2 separate regions of the Mus musculus genome follow, and region 1 is linked to region 2. Evidence: chromatin contacts called from public ChIA-PET data. All regions are on one chromosome and are shown on one strand. Each heading gives the region's core, a stretch centred on a gene start, on an enhancer-like site or on the middle of the called end of the contact. The rest is flanking DNA. Distances are from core to core; before and after follow the strand shown. Region 1 overlaps Fam114a1 (family with sequence similarity 114, member A1). Region 2 has its middle 7.7 kb from the start of Gm52815.

Region 1 (2,700 bases), core at 50-2,549, 500 kb before region 2:
TGGTACAGCATTCTCCTGGTTTGAGTAAGGCCCAAGTTCCACTCCTAACACTACCATCACCACCACCCAAATGACCACATCATTTACTGAGGCTGGAGTGTGGCTCTGTCACAAAGCATCTGCCTAGTTTGTGTGAGACCCTGAGTCAGAGCTCTGGGAAAATAAACTATTTAATTTAGGCGAACCAGTTCAAAACTATAGGTACAAGGTAAATATCTAGAGGGGTCTGTCAAACACAAGGACCATTCACATGTAGGTGGAAATATATATATATATATTTCTGTGTTAAGATCAAAGACCAATCTGGAAGTCCCATCCCCAGGAGAGATGAGGAATCAGGTACCGTGTAGATCTCATACCGGGGATGCCTGTCATTAGACCCACGAGACCAGGTCTTCCTTAAGTCCTGTAACTCACAGCACAGATAACCTGTCATAAGGATCCTCAATGCAGCAATGAGGCTGCAGGTGTCCTGCCTGGGTGCCTGCTGCTCTGTCAGAAGGTCAGACTCGCAATGGCCTCAGTTATTTCCAAGTAATTTTCTTTCCTCATGAGTAAACCTTTTCCAACTCTAGGAAGATTTAAAACTTAAATGTGGAAAGGCTAAAGCACCAAAGCCACGCTATTAATGCTTTTTTGTGCACATTTGACCTTTTCTGTCCTACTGATATTTATGAAAGTTAACAGGGTCACAAGGTTTGAAAACCAATTTACAATGACCAGCTGAATTATCACATCACAGACTTTAGCTGAAATGGCCCACATTTAGGAATACTGTATTAACATTTAGGTCTTTAAGCCCACTTTATATATTTAATAGCTTGTATAACAATTATGAAGTACTCAACAAGGTTTTGTAATCTATAGATGAGGCACTTGAAAGGAAATAGAATATATTACAATTAAAACATTCAAGTCAATAGGAAAAAAAAGAATCAAATATTAAACAAATTTCCCTAGAAAACTGCTGCTCAATTTTGCTAGGCTTATATATAGAATTATGATTTTTGGGATGAAGAATTGAGTGTTTAAAATTGCAGTCTTAATAAACTAAACACTAACTATTTAAATCAAATTAAGCATCTAAGTAGATCTCCTTTTTATACAATACACACATCAGCTTACACCAAAACCCATCTAAACCCAAATTGAAGGATACCCAAGCCAAGGGACCATGGGTTCATTCTTCTGTTGTCATGGGAACAGTGTCATCCTTTTAGTTACCACTATCCTTACCACCTGACACTGCCCCACCCTGGGCTGGTTTGAGGTCTCTTGGCTTCCTTTTTCTCCCAACAGTGACTTCTCACATTTAACTATGCCCACAGTGTCTCCACCACAGCACCTCAACAGGAACAAGGGGTTTCTCTCAAACCTCTCAGCTTTATGCTCCATTATGTTTCTTCTCCAACTCTTCAGCATGATGCTGATCTTCTGTACCCACTCCTGTCATCACCTCTCCATCAAAGACAGCAAGAGTCCTCCCGCCACCACCTTATGAAGCCATCTGCATCAAAGTCACAGTGACTTCCTTGTTGTCAAGCTACAGACTCATGTTAGGCTTTCATTGCCTGAACTCTCAGTAGGATTTGAAACTTAACAGATTTAGATTTAAAGCACTCTAGTTTCATAGCATTGGTGCCCGTTCACTCTTCTTTACTATAACAAAATATCAGAGGCAGGCACATTTTATAAGGAAAAAGTGTTTACTGAGTTCACAGTTCTGGAGACTTCAAGGCAAGCTCCAGACCTGGCTTGGTTCTGCTGAGGGTCTCAAGGTGGATGCTGTCCCAGTAGTGGGAGCTCATGAGGAAGGAATTACATCTCAAAACAGGAAGCCAGAGAACAACTACTTGCTTAGGCTCATCCTTTTAACAACCCATTCTTGTGAGAGCTCAAGAGTCTCACAAGAGGCACCTTAATCCTTTCTGAGGACAGCTTTCCCAGGAACCCTAGGAATGCCCACTGGGCCCTACTTGCCAGAGGTACAGTTTCCCAATATCTCTGCACTGAGAACCAACCTTCTAACCCCATCCCTTAGGGAGCCAACTCAAACTATATCCAAAGCACAGCACTGCCGCTGCCCTATCTTTCCATTTTTACTTACTGTCAGCATTCAGTATTATGACTTCGGTTATTTTTAGAACACTCTTACATACATAGTATGCTATTATGTAGGCTTCTTAGATTAAGCTACAATCTGAGAGCTGTCAGCATTCCAATAAAATATGTACAGTCCAGGTCAGCAGGGCATTCTCATTAGGAAACCCAGGCTCCAGAGGCAGCCGTAATAAGCAATCCTATTATCTCTGCCTCCATTAACAGCTGATGGTTGGCTAATTAGCATTCCAAATTGCAGGAATATATTTTAACTGGTGAACACAGCAAACTTTTTACTAGCATCCCCAAATATCTGAAAAAAAAAAAAGGTCTTCAAGATTTGTAGATGGTTAAATACATCCAAGAGAGTCTTCATGTCTTGGCATGGCCAGGCACAAGGGAAACTTTTTCAGCCCAGCAGGATGAATGAGTGGTTACAGGTGCCGCTGCCAATCCTGATGAGTTAAGTTTGATCCCAGGAGCCATGTGGTGGAAGGAGAGGATTGACACCTGCAGGTTACCTCTGACTTCCACACATGAACCATAACACATGTGCACTCATACATATACATGCATGTGTGCACATGTGTTATGTGCCTT
Region 2 (2,700 bases), core at 182-2,681:
ATGTTCATGTGTGTGGGTACATGTTCATATGCATGTGCATGCCTGTGGGGGTCAGAGGTTAACTTCAGGTGTCCTTCCATGGAGACATCCACTTTCTTTCTTCAGACAAAGGGATCTGTCTGCCTGGCTCTCCCTCCCCTGAGCTAGAATTACAAGCATACATCACATGGTTGGATTTTTTTTTTACATGGTTTGGGGGATCAAACTCAGGTTCTGGTACTAGATTTATTTTTAATATCTCTCTCTCTCTCTCTCTCTCTCTCTCTCTCTCTCTCTCTCTCTCTGTGTGTGTGTGTGTGTGTGTGTGTGTGTGTGTATGTGTTTACACACACACATACATGATGTGTGTATATAGGGAGGCAAGCATGTCATAGCATTTATGTGGATATCAGAGACAACTCTGTGGTGTTCTTGCTCTAAATGGAGTATTACACCAATTGCTTAGTGGGTTTCTAAATGAAATAAGAAAAGGGAACCTATTTGTGTAAGACCACACTGGTGATGTTTAGGTTGGTCATCACCCGTGTTCTGTTTCTTATTTTTAACAATGAACATGTATTCTAACTTTTGTTCACCAATGGAGAAATATAAATTATAAATAGATTATGTATATGTATATATGCATATACATGCATTATATTTATTTAATGGCTCTGGGGATTGAACTTAGTTTCACTACTGCTAGGTGGCATTCTAAGTTTAGTTTTATTTCATGTGCATTGGTGTTTTGTTTGCATGTATGTCTGCATCAGGGTGTCAGATCTTGGAGTTACAGACAGTTATGAACTGCCATATAGGTGCTGGGAATTGAACCTGGCTCCTCTGGAAGAGCGGTCAGTAATCTCAACCAGTGAGCCATCTCTCCAGTCCCCCTAACTTTAATTTTTAAAGAGTTCTTTGAAGTCAATCCATTCCCGGAGCACCAGAATGGAAGCAGAGTGTGCGGCGAGTCATTTTTCACGTGCACACTCCTGGCCCAAACAATGAGCTGCTGCACTCTGCAGCTCAGCTCCGAGCATCAGCAGTCATCTTGAGAGTCGAAGCAGAGACCCTGTGTATCTTGGATGCTGCTATTACATTGCACAATCCTCTACACACCGCAGCAGTAAGAGGGGAACCCAGGCTTCGTACCAAAAAGGTTCACACGCTCTGATATTCACATTCTAGTTTCACTTTGACTTGAAAGTCACACAGAAACCAAATGATTAAATCTGCATTTCCTTTGAACTCTGTGTAGATGGTGAGGTAGGGATTCCCCTTGTAGCTGACATTCCTTACCAAAAAGGATTCTGGAGGCTCTTGGCTCTGAAGCTGTCAGCTGCCTTGACACCAGCCCGATCCAGCGGAATTAGACACTTCCTGTGTTCTGTGGGATTTCACAGGTCTCTGTGCAAGCTCGCACCTCTGTAGCAAATCATGGTTGCTTTCAGATCAACAGTTAGTTCTCACAGTTCTCCTGAGCAAGAGAGAGGAAGTGAGAGAGAGGCTTGCAAGCTCTTGCTGCAGTCCTTTTTAATCTATTGAAGACGGGGAGGTACCAAGGTGTGAGGTCGGCTCTGTTTTTCTCACAGCGGGGCGTGGTCCTCAGAGCATGGTCTGCAGAGCATGGTTCTCAGAGCGGACCTCTAACTCAAGGCTTTGATAGAATGGCCCTGTGTGTGTTGTACTTAGTAGTGCCGAGATGTTTGCAAGCCAATCGTTTCGGTTAGATTCCTCTTATCATAGAGACTTCAGGAGAGTTTAAAAGTGTGGATGCAACCTCGAAACAGGGCTCCCTCCCTTCTAGTCCTGCACATTACCACATTCTTCTAAGCTCCAGACTTCATGATTGTTGATAGTGTTTGCTACTTAGAAATGAGCAAGCTTGAAGGTTGCTGAGGATGAACCTCCTCCTTCATAATCAGCTTTGGACGCCATCTTGCCTCTCTGTTTTATAAAAGGGGGGAAACATCATAATTGACCTTCTTAGGCATGTGGAAATGGAGAGAAGATATCAAGTTGCCCCCAAGATCTAAGATCCCACGACGGGGGACTATGGATTAGACATAGGTGAGAAAGGGGGACATAGCATGCTTTCTTGGGGTCCAGGCAGGGAAGACCTTCCTGCTTCTGCTAAAGAAAGCATGGTTATTCCTTATACTTGCTTAGTTTTCTTTCTTTACTTCTTGCTAATCTGTGCTGATGCATGATTTCAGAAAAAAAAAATGGGGTGAGAGTCATATCTTTGGCCATGGGGAAGAGAGACTGTCTGAACTACCCAAAAAGATCCCAAGATTGCTGGAGGCCTTTTGGTAAGGAACAAAGACTTGTTACTGTCTTCCTCTTGAAGAATTCATCTAGATAGGCCTGTCAGTCACTCAAGCAGGAAAATGCCCCTTGGGAAAGCTCTCTGCCCCCAGAGACTTCAGAAAGTGCTATGAGTCACACTAAATGTGTAGCTCCTTGTAATGGTCTCTCTGGCCATTGTCTAGTCTCACTCTGTGAGAGTGTTTCCAATTACTCTGTAATAAACCTTACCTATAGCATCTACAATAGGTCAGTTGAGATCACAAGAACCAGGGAACCATTGGGAAGCCGGGGTGAGGTCCTGGAGATACTTCCATCTCCACACTGGTTACTAATCCGTCAGTCTCTGTCTGTGGCTCCATCCTGTTAGGCTGTCGTTCTGAGGAACCTGTCCATCTCTTCTAGGTTGTTCGG

The links. ChIA-PET counts read pairs in DNA pulled down with a chosen protein or histone mark.
Region 1: a contact with region 2 is called in an RNA polymerase II ChIA-PET map of memory CD8 T cells, with 96 read pairs. The contact joins two enhancer-like sites. A contact is called at or near these places in 1 of 484 Hi-C or Micro-C datasets (embryonic stem cells), 1 of 115 datasets of contacts at active chromatin or transcription factors (memory CD8 T cells) and 1 of 9 other capture datasets (embryonic stem cells).

What each region holds. Positions count from the first base shown.
Region 1 is chr5:64,988,775-64,991,474 of GRCm38.p6, reverse strand. All of the region lies in intron 2 of Fam114a1 (family with sequence similarity 114, member A1), which reads right to left. Among named protein-coding and RNA genes, the nearest start is that of Mir574, 20 kb to the right of the region's middle. Within about 2 kb of position 1,299, at least 43 of the 459 cell types and tissues checked have an H3K27ac peak or open chromatin away from gene starts, as enhancers often do. A contact at or near this core is called in memory CD8 T cells, where this site is marked.
Region 2 is chr5:64,486,647-64,489,346 of GRCm38.p6, reverse strand. No RefSeq gene overlaps it. Among named protein-coding and RNA genes, the nearest start is that of Gm52815, 7.7 kb to the left of the region's middle. Within about 2 kb of position 1,431, at least 114 of the 459 cell types and tissues checked have an H3K27ac peak or open chromatin away from gene starts, as enhancers often do. A contact at or near this core is called in memory CD8 T cells, where this site is marked.